Linked DNA regions of Ovis aries: region 2 is linked to region 1. A link is a contact called in public Hi-C data. All regions are on one chromosome and are shown on one strand. Each heading gives the region's core, a stretch centred on a gene start, on an enhancer-like site or on the middle of the called end of the contact. The rest is flanking DNA. Distances are from core to core; before and after follow the strand shown.

Region 1 (5,256 bases), core at 2,699-5,198:
GCCACCACAGTGAGAAGCCTGTTCACTGCAGCTTGAGAGTAGGCCCCGCTCTCCGCAGCCTGGTTGCAGCAACGAAGACCCAGCGCAAACAAAAATTGCTGTTCAGTTGCTCAGTTGTGTCCAGCTGTTTGCGACCCCATGGACTGACTGCAGCACGCCAGGCTTCCCAGTCCCTCACTGTCTCCCGGAGCTTGCTCAGGCTCATGTCCATCGAGTCAGTGATGCCATCCAACCATCTCATCCTCCGTCGCACCCCTTCTCCTCCTGCCCTCAACCTCTCCCAGCATCAGGGTCTTTTCCGGTGAGTTGGCTCTTCGTGTCAAGTGGCCAGTTTATTGGAGCTTCAACTTCAGCATCAAGATAAACAAAAATAATTTAATTTAAAAAAACCAACATCTGATGCATCAGAGATTAAAATATTAAAAAAAAATAAAGCCATGAAAGCAACAAGAATGTAGCAAAATTTTTGTTGTTTTTGTTGTGTTGTGTGTGGCTTGCAGGATCTCAGTTCCCCAACCAGGGCCACTCCAGTGAAAACTTGAAATCCTAATCACTAGGCCACCAGGGAATGCCCCAACAATATAGGAAAACTTAGCATGGGGAAATCCTTTCTAAGCAAGATGTAAAACCCAGAAACTGTTAAGGAAAAGAAAATAGAGTTGACCTCATAAAGACTAACAGTTGCCCCATCTCATTCAGAGCTTAAACCAAAAAGCTGGTGGCCTCGAAGGACCCATAAGGCCTTTGGGGACCTAGCTGATGCCCCCGCCCCCGCCTCTGACCTCCTCCCTGTATCTGTCAGGACAAGCCCCTTTCTGCAGTAGTGACGGATAAACCCTGACGTCACGTGCAGTGGGGACTTACTCTCACTGTAGTCCAGTGAGAGGCAGGCAGAGGCCACTTCCCATGGTGACTCAGGGATGCAGTCCATCCTGGACGCGGGCCATCACCCTTTGAGTTTGTCCAGGGGCAGCTTGTCTCCTTGGTACCGGGTCCCTGTCCCCAGCAGCCAAGTCCTGCGGCGGCAGAATCCAGGCACAGGTGAGGGAGGTGCCCGGCCACACCTGATGCCCGTCCTCATTCGGTTTGCTGAGCGGAACTCAGACTTTCTCTACTTGGCTTCTGAACACAAAGGATCTCCCACTTGTTCGTCTATCCGTGGGTCAGCAGAGAGTGGTTCTGAAACCAGGTGACCAGGTCCCAGAGAGCTAAGCATCACCCCTACCCCTGCCCACTGGCCACCAGGGACCCTGCCCCTCCTCCAGGCTTCTCCCACACCGTCTATACTGCATGGATCCCCCAGACACCTCCGCAGTGTCAACACAGACCCAGCACTCACACACATGTACACATAAGCATGCCTACACACGCCAGTGCCTGAGGGGGTGCCAGGGTGGCGACATCCTCTCCCAGAAGCACTGGCAGGGACAGAGCTGCCGGGCAGGGCTCAAGGTATACCTGTCAGTGGGCGGCTCCTGACCCAGGATTTCAGGAAAGTGAGCAGGTGCCTCACCTTGCCCTCAGGGCCACCCCATAGCTGGGCCAGGGTCACCTTCCCCACCAGGCCCTGGAGGCTGGCTCAGGATTCTTCTGGGGGCCAAGAACATATTTTAATTTCTCCTAAAATCAGAAGGAAACATGAGCACAGTGTCCCTCGATTTCCGGAGTGGGGAAGCGGCTCCAGGAGCCCCTGTGGAGCCCTGATCCAGTGCATCCAGGGGACACCTGGGCTCCACAGCCGCGGGTTTCAAGTCCTCAGATTCGCCCACCTGCGGCTCGAACCAGCCACGGTCAGTTGAATCTGTGGACATGAAACCTGTGGCCACGGGGGGCTGACTGTCTCAGTGCTGAGGGTATAGTGAGTCCAGACTGCCTCTCATGCACTTTTATGCCTCCAGCCGTGAAACATCTTCACTCACGTTGTCTGATGGAGAAAGACAGCCTCCACCTGGGGCTTCCCAGGTGGCACTGGTGGTAAAGAACCCGCCCGGCAATGCAGAAAACGTAAGAGATGCAGGTTCAGTCCCTGGGTGGGGGAGATCCCCTGGAGGAGGGCATGGCCACCCACTCCAGCAATTCTCGCCTGGAGAATCCCCGTGGACTGAGGAGCCTGCCAGGCCTCCATGGGGTCGCAGGATCGGACAGGACTGTGATGGCTTAGCACACACGTGAGGCCAGAAGCGAGGAGAACTCCATTCCACTCCATAGACATCTTGGGGTGTCTGCCCTGAGGCAGGTGCTGTCCTTGGCCCCGGCGGGGACAGAGCCGTGGGCCAAGGACACACACACCGACTGTGAGTGCAGGAGCTGTGCCCCCACCCCGGGCCTTGTGCTCAGCCCTGCACAGAGAGTGACGGGTGGGGGTAGACAGAGAGAAGGTGCTGGAAGGCCCAGAAGCAGCTGTCCCCAGCAGCCACCTCCCTCCACAGCAGGCTGTCTGTCTCCATTTCCATGGTCGGCCGAGCAGGGGGACAGTCAGCGACATCTAACCACCCCTGTGGCTCTCGTTTCCTCCCTGAAATGGGAGGAGACGGTGCTGCAAAGCTTTCTTGTTTCGTGTGCCCTGCCTTCAGATCTCGCCTTTGGCAGCTTGTCCCCATCCCGGAGGACCCTCCCCGGCAGGTACTGGTGTCTCCTCAGACCTGGGCCCCGGCTGGGTCCCCAAGTCCTTGGAGTGTCCCAGCTGTCCTGCACCCCTGCATTAGCAGACCGGCTCTGATAACCACTTGCTGGCTGTATCTTGACAGCGACCTGAGGAGATAACCTGCTTCCTCCCATTTTATCGTCAGCGACAGCATTTTATCATCAGTGACAGCAAGCAGGTGAGACCCAGGGCTGTGGGAGCTCCTGGCTAGACTCAGGGCCGCTGTTCAGGGAGCACCCCCTCCCTTCTCTGGGCTGCACCTTCTTAAGCTGTAAGAGCTTGTGGCTCAGCTGGTAAAGAATCCACCTGCAATGTGGGAGACCTGGGTTCGATCCCTGGGTTGGGAAGATCCCCTGGAGAAGGGAATGGCTACCCACTGCAGTATTCTGGCCTGGAGAACTCCATGGACTGTATAGGCCATGGGGTCGCAAAGAGTTGGACACGACTGAGCAGCTTTCACTTTCAGATCAGTCTAAGCTCTTTGCCCAGCTCTGACAGCCTGGAATTTCATTCTACGTAAAATAAAGAAGGATAAACCTATAGAGGGGAAAACCCAAATCAAAACACACACCCACCCCCCACCCCAGCTGAGGAGAGATGATTCCAGATTAATCAGGCTTTTTGTTGTTGTAAGTGGTAAATGTCAAAGGCTTTGCAATGCCAGGACTGGAGCAAACTTTCTGCAATCTATCAAGTTTCCACAGGATGTATATACATAATAGGATGTATTTGTACAGAAAGAGGCTTGGCATAAGGAACTGGCTCATGTGATAATGGAGGCTGACGAGTCCTGGGACCTGCAGTGGGTGAGCTGGAGACCCAGGAGAGCTGACGGCCTGACTCCTAAAGGCAGGCAGATGGCAGACTCAGGAAGAGCTGGTGCCCACTCCAAAAGAGAAAAAGCCAGTGTCTCAGATCAAGGCCACTGGGGAGGAGGAATCCTCTCTAACTTATGGGAGGGTCAACCTTTTTGTTCTATTCAGGCCTTGAGCTGATTGGATGGGGCCCATCTGCTTTTCTCAGTCTACCCAGTAAATGTTAATTTCATCTAAAAAAAAAAAAACCACCCTCACAGACACACTCAGAACTGTATGGTGACCAAATAGCTTGGCCCCACGGCTCAGCCAAATCGACCCATAGAATTACCCATCACACCTCTTCCAGGCAAGATTTTAGCAGACGTGGGAGCTGAAGAGTTTTCTCCCATGGCTGGGACTCCAGGGGCAGAGATGAAAGCAGAGACGCTCACTGCCCAACTCGATGACGGGCATGCACATCTTCCTCGTGGCCACAAGGTGGCGCCCATGGACGCAATTCCCTGGATGGAGCTGTGACTAACCTTCATCGGCCGGAAGGGGGCCCCAGCTGGGGGCTGAGGATGGGTTTTGCTCTCTGACTGTAACGCAGGGACTCTGAGCAGGGGTGCAGACCAGCCTGGCAAAACGGAAGGAGCACGACTCGGCAGCCCGACAATTCCGTGGGAATCTGGATGCTTCTACAGGAGCAGCTGGGAGGGTCCTACTTTCTGGAGCTAGGCACTCGCCTCTCTTAGGTTCCCAGAAAGAGCCCAGAGACTCCCCTGCCCTTGTGTCTCACTTTGACACAGGGCGTTTGGGGCTGGTGCACAGAGGCTCAGTAATTTGGATACCCCAGGGCTCATAACTGGCTCTCTGTCGCTGTCAAAACAGGCCCTGGTGACCGACCGCACTCTTAAACCCAAAGGCAAGGTCGGAGTGGGAAAGTGGTTGCTTCTATTTGAAGGAAGAGAAAGGGCAGGTCATAGGCAGCACTCAGCAGGGGTAGAATTTTAAAGGGACCAGCCTCCGATTTTCTCCTGGAAGACCCCAGGAGCCCGGCTGTCACTTGCTGCCAGCTGGCTGGCACTGTTTTGCTGTCCTGGGCACAGACACAACAAACGCAGGGTATGTCCCCGGGCTCGAAACTTGGGCCGTGGGTGCCAGCAGCCCCCACCTTGTGATCTGGGTAAAAGGAAAGCAGAAGTGTTAAGTTGCTCGGCTGTGGCCAACTCTGCAGCCCCATGGACTGCAGCCCACTAGGCTCCTTTGTCCATGGGATTTCCCAGGCAAGAATGCTGGAGTAGGTTGCCATTTCCTTCTCCAGCGGAACTTCCCAATCCAGGCACCCAACCGGGGTCTCCTGCATTACAAGCAGATACTTTACTGAGTGAGCCACCAGGGAAGTCCAGGTAAAAGGAGGAGATTCCCAGTGAAAGAACCAGCATTACTTTCCTTGTAGTGAAAACAACCCACCTAAAGCCCTAACTAAAAAACAACAATAAACCTTACTATAAAACAGAGACATGGAAGAGCATAGTCGAATCCGCAACTCGGTGGAAAGACCGCCCCACGCCGCCCATAACCTGGGCTGCATCCCCAGAAGGAACCATCACTTGGCTATGTGCATCTCTAGGTAATACTGTTTGGTCTTGCTTGTTAAGTGAAAATCTCTTTAATTTATGGGACTCCCCCACTTCCATTCCTTTCTTCCCCGCACAATTTATTTGTTGAAGAACCCGAACCTCGTTTCCCGTAGTGCAGTTCAGCTGTTGCCCATCTTCTATACTTCCTACAAATCAGCAGCCAGACCCAGAG
Region 2 (5,920 bases), core at 2,418-4,917, 52 kb after region 1:
TGATCATTTCACTGTCTGTAAATTATACCTCAATTTAAGAAACAGACACCCTAAATCTAAATTGTTCCCTTGAGAGGACCTGAGTTTTGTTTTCCAAAACTAAACTGATCTTGGTAAATCTCACAAATGATGCTGAGCAGCCAGCCAGATGCAAAAACACTTGAGTTTTTGTACACAGAAGAGACACAGAAAGTCATCTCTGGTCAGAGTCAAAATAGGGGCTAACTACAAGGGACCAGGAGGAGCTGAGGGTCTCTCATTGGGCTGAAAGGTTCTGGTTCAGACTGGCACTTTCATCAAGGTGTATTTCATGACCAAGGTATCCTCCAGTCATATATTACATCGTAACGGTAACACAAAAGAGACAGGGAAGAAAAAGGACTTGTTGTTGTTCAGTTGCTAAGTCGTGTCCGACGCTTAGCGAAAAGAATTGTTCACTTAGAAACTGAAAGAAGGCAGCAAGAAATGTCACAAAGTTAAACTGGGGCCAGAGCCAGAGTTCTGACCAGCTGAAAAAGCACATGAGCTGAAGCCTCGGGGAAGGATGCCTTACAGTAATCTAAAAGAGACTGGAAAAAGTTTGTCTGGGTTTTTTTTTTTTTTGGCCTCTAATGAAATTATTATTTCGAGCCAATCTCTTTAGGTAAATAACAAAGAAAATTAAGACTTTTAATTACCCCATTTGTGGAATTCTAATATGACTCAAGAATTTAATATTAGTGGAGGAAGCTCATTTCAGCACAGTCCTTAGAATCCTGTAAATTAAGCTCCATCCTTCAGTGCTCAGCTTCATATAGTGAATTCACCCTCAATCTAAACGAGCAGCAGAAGAAAAAAAAACACTCTTCACATCCCTTTTCTACTTAAACAAAAAAGGAGCAAAATCCAGAGGAAGAATTATTTAGTCACAATCCCACTTCTGTATTTTCAAAAGGAGAATTGACTTAAATTCACACACAACCCTGAGATAAATTTTTTTTTTTAATGCAGATTTTGATTTTCAGAGACTTATAGTTTAAAAACAACTTCACAAACTTGCAAAAGTTCATAAGCATAAAAACAGAGTATGTAAAAGTGGAGCAACAGATAATCAAATTTGGACACCTAAGAAGATAAGATGCAAGAGAGTAAACTGCAAAGTACTTACAGCCATAATTAGTTCAAAGGGGTGTTTATACACCCTCACTGGTGACTGGTATTTTTGCACCATGACTGCGATAAAACAGCAATCCTTTCACACCTGCAAAACACAAATATTTGTGATAAATAACCATGATATGGAAAAAATTTGCATTTACACAACATACTACAGTCTAAGGAACCTCAATAGATCACAGTTCTATGCACACAAAAGTCAAAAGATGATGCTTAATTATACAAGGGCAAGGGAAGGCAGGAAGACAGGAAGAAAAGGTGAAGAAAGTCCAAGTGGAGCGAGGGAAGGAGCACTGGTCTGAGGGCTGGAGGACTCAATTACCTTACCAGCCTCACCGCCTCTCCTGGGGCTGCCCTGGGTCCTTTCCAGCAAGTGAAATGCCGAGATTCAATTATTCTAATAACCCGTACAATTAGTTCTTGAATCATTTTCTCTTCAACTTCCATAAGAAGCCAAATAAAAATGGTGGCACTTCAAGATATTAAGCCCAGGACACACAAAAATACAAGTGGAAAAAAAAAAAGATATTACTGTGTCTTAATTTATGGGCTACTCCTCAAAAGCTATTTTCAAAGGAAACTTGTCAATCTCCATTTTCTAACTGCACAGGCTACAACTTCAGGGATCAGTCTTCAAATGGCAGACACTCCAAGCCCTCTGGCTAGAGGTTCCACTGACTTTTTCAGCCTCAAATAGCTGTAATATCAGGACGCAATCAACTAAGTGTTCAAGCCTACTTCACCCTTCAAGAATCCTTCTCCAGGGGCACATTCAAAGGCTGGCTTCAGCCTAAACTGGATTTTTCTGAAAAACACACTTTTATTTGGAGCCCTCTATGGGACTTCACTTCCCTATTTAAAAGGGAGAAAGAAAAATAAATCCAAAGAGCCTACCTGTCCTGCTGAGGATAATCATTAAGAAAGTTATTTTATGCTAAGTACAATGAGAGGATATTCAAAAGTACAAAACGGAATATCCTCAAGGAGCCCAAAGTCTAGCTGTAATAAAAGAAAAAATTACAAAGGTATATTTTATTTCATGATTCCTACCCATATTAATTACATTTAGTATGATTCACATACCTCTCAGAAAGACCAGGTTCTGGCAGCAAACAGCTACATCTGGCAGCTAAAGAAAAACTGCTAAAGAGTAACTCGGGGCGACCTCAAGCAAGTCATTTGACTTTCCCGGGACTCAGATCCACCTCTGTGAAGTGAGGTTCAGAGTGAGATAACACTGTAAGACTTCCAACTCTAAAAACAGGAGTGAAGTGAAGTGGCTCGGTCGTGTCCGACTCTTTGCGACCCCATGGACTGTAGCCTACCACGCTCCTCCATCCATGGGATTCTCCAGGCAAGAGTACTGGAGTGGGTTGCCATTTCCTTCTCCAGAGGATCTTCCTGACCCAGGTTTCGAACCCGGGTCTCCCTCATTGTGGGCACATGCTTTACCGTCTGAGCCACCGGGGAAATCTTAAAATCAGGAGACTCAGAGCCAAAACTCCTGAATCCACCACAATCAACTGGAATGCCGTCATTAATCTTGATTCTGGGACTGGCAGGTCCTGGTGCGCCGGGATTGAGTTCTGTTTAGTTTTGCCAACCTGATAATGCTGGTGCACAGCAGGAATTCGATAATCTTTTAAATTTTTAACTAGGAAAATTTAATTTTAGGGTATCTTCCACAGAAAGAGAGGATACTTACTGGGTATGTAAAGGGGTTGTAGAGATGGGGAGAGAAGTTAAAAAAAAAAAAAAAAGAGGAATGCGCGGTTAAGACTCCCGTAACACCCATTCGGGATTCCACTGCCTGGCAGAACCCGAAGCGACTACGCTCAAGAACCTGGTAATTCCCAAGCTTCTGAACTCCTGCCAGTTCCCAGCTTCGGATGCTCTGGTCCAAACCAACGTCCTACGTGGGAATCCGGAGTTACAACGGCCAAGCGGCACCGAGGACCAGGGCAGCCCTCTATTGCATGACAATCGGTGCTTTAAAATTAGCCAATGGCCGGACTCAACGAGTCCACCCCAAACAGGCTGGAGGGGCGGCCGGGCCCTCGGCTCCATCTGGCGGAGGGCGGGGGTGGGGAGGGTCCCGGCGCGGCGGTTTCTCGGGCCCCCAGTCCCAGGGAGACCCGGGGAGATGCACCATGGGGGGCAGGCTGGGAACCCAAACTCCGCTTCCCCCAGGAAAAAGGGGGGGGTCTCCCGGGCGGGAAGATAGGGGGTGATGGGGGCGGGGAGGGGGCGACTGTAGGAGCCTCACGAGACGGGGCGAAAGGAAGGCCCGCTCCCGATCCGTGCGGCGGAGCTGAGGCAAGCCGAGCGGGGCCGAGGGGCCGGGGAAGGGTGGGCTAGGCCGGGAGGCCGCCCGCAGGGGCCGGGACGGGGGGTGCGCTCGGAGCCCGCCGCGGAGACGCGCGCCTACCTCTCGTCAGAAAAGCCGGGCCGGGGAGGCGGGGCGGCCGAGGGCGCTCATGCCGGCGGCTCCGTGGCGCCGTCGCCGTTCCACTGCCGGCCGGCCGCAGCTCCGCCGCCGGTTCCGGCGAGTGGGCCGGGGGGGTCGGCGGGGGCGGGAGCGGGAGGGGCCCGGCGAGGCTCGAGTGGTTGTTACGGGTGACGGGGAGGGCGGGGCCGGAGGCCGGAAGGGGAGCGCGTGCGCGAAGGCGGCCTAGGGGCGGAGGCGGGCGCGAGGACGGTTGCTAGGGAGGTGGGGAGGGCTGACAACGGGGACCCAGCCGAACTGCGCAGGCGCCGACTCCGGGTCGGGCGGACGTGGGCGGCGCTCGGAGCCGGAGTTCGCCCAGAAGCGCCGAGGGCCAAAGGCGCCTGGCCCCGCCCAGGGTTGCGTCAGGGGGCGTGTCTTGGGTAAGGGGCGGGGCCCACAAGTAGCCCCTCGGAAGTGGCCGAAACCAAAAAAAACCAAACCGGTGGTGAGCCGAGACCCGGGGGAGTTCCGCTGACTTGAAACTGGAAAGTCTAAGAGGCTTCAGAACAGCTGGGGCCTTCCGGCTTTGCTGGCGCCCACGGCCCTGGCTAGGCCCCCTGCCCGGAGGCCCTGCCCTCGGTCTGATCGGCTCAGGAGGCTCTCCGAGCTTCCTCGTTTTGTGTTGACTTCTGCAGTGCCCTGACCACATTCTCGCCGAGTAATGCAGATGAGGCAAATGCCAGGGCTGGGGAGGGGCTGGGTGGGACCCAGCAGCATCTTGTCAACACGTCCAGGCTGTGCAATGGAACTAAGCCAAGCGGATCTGGCGTTTCAGCGAGAGCTCCAACTTCGAAGCACAAGTGTGATACACATTGAGACCTTTGGGGATTCTTAAGAAGAGCTAATCACTAGAGAGGGACCGCACGCACGTCCACCCACACAACAAGGCTGGTTTTATAGCCAACATACAGTTTCTCCATCAATGTCACTGTTGTTCCGTTCCCATTAGTCACCCTGGGTGGCTGTGCATTTGACGCTGCCAGGGCAGAGCACATATTTGGAACTGTTTTAGAATTCCCTTCAGGGCCAGTTTACCAGTCACACAAGAAAATCATTCATTACTTGATCACACCTTGTTTTTCAACTCAAACCATCATTCTCCAACATGATCACCTACCCTGCTTACTAGACTCATCTAGGAACTGGCTTTTGCCTGTTTGTAAAAATCACATCCACCTTCAAAAGATGCTGGGAAAAGAGACAGCCCAGTAAACAATAGCACTTATGAAATGGTCTCACCCCAGAATTGACCTCATCTGATAAGGCTCTAGATGCAACCAGAAATTTACAGGAAATAGAGAACAGAGCAACATGTTAAATGACACCAAGGGGGAAATTATCAGCCAAGCATTCATCATGGGAAATGCTGCATGACAAATATATTGTTTATCAAAGTACAATGGAAAAAAATAGGATAAAGGCCACACTATAGATCAAAAGAGACTGAGGAATTTATTAAGTCATACACTTACAGTTTGTGTGCTTTGTATGTATATTTATACTTCAGTGAAATTTTTTTTACACATAAAATTACTTTCTTGAAAAATCCAAATTGTAGAAATCTTCACGTGGACTTCCCCGGTGGCCCAGTGGTTAAGAATCCACCTGCTAAAGCGAGGGACACAGGTTCAATCCCTGGTCGGGCTAGATCCCACAAGCCTGACCTAGATCACATGCCCACCCTTGAACCAGTCTTTTGATCCAGAGAGCTCAGTGTCCAGTTCTGGGTCACACAATCCCAACAGCGAAACCAGGGATAAGTCTCCAGTGAAACCTGGTGCACGTACAGTGACAGAACGTGGTTTAAAAAAAGAAAAAAGATACATGAACTGTGTCTTTAAGCAGTATCATCAAGATACATGAACAGATTCCCAAGGTGAATAGACTCGGGAAGGGAGCAGCACTCCTCTAGATGCATAAGGTATGGTGTGTTTGATTGTTTTAAAATCAGTTCCATTGGGCAGATATCCAAAATCTATAAGAAACAACACTGAACACCACACTGCAGAGTTAAGCAAAAAGATCCAGTCCTTTTAACACACGTGCACAGAGTTCTTATTATGTGTCAGATGCTGGGTGAGGCGTAAAGGTGAGCAGAGGAAAAGTATATCGGGATCAGGTTTGGCTGCCAGTGACCAAAAGCCAAAGTAAAAGTGCCTTGACAAGATAAGTCTGTGTCCCTTGCGCATGAATCAAGTCCAGGAAAGTCCAGGGTGGGAATGACACCTCCCTGATCACTGTCAACTGCCGACTCCCTCAAGACCACCTGAATGTGGC

What was found. A called contact is a pair of places that touch in the nucleus more often than the background predicts.
Region 2: a Hi-C map of hypothalamus shows a contact between it and region 1, with 5 times the contacts expected there. The contact joins the promoter of SEC14L1 here to the enhancer-like site in region 1. A contact is called at or near these places in 13 of 16 Hi-C or Micro-C datasets (blood, hypothalamus, liver and 6 more).

What each region holds. Positions count from the first base shown.
Region 1 is chr11:54,038,978-54,044,233 of ARS-UI_Ramb_v3.0, forward strand. No RefSeq gene overlaps it. Among named protein-coding and RNA genes, the nearest start is that of SEPTIN9, 25 kb to the left of the region's middle. Within about 2 kb of position 3,949, at least 12 of the 54 cell types and tissues checked have an H3K27ac peak or open chromatin away from gene starts, as enhancers often do. A contact at or near this core is called in hypothalamus, where this site is marked.
Region 2 is chr11:54,091,236-54,097,155 of ARS-UI_Ramb_v3.0, forward strand. It overlaps SEC14L1 (SEC14 like lipid binding 1), which reads right to left and starts at 3,668. Exons shown (of 16, transcript XM_060394978.1): 1 at 3,584-3,668; 2 at 1-1,240.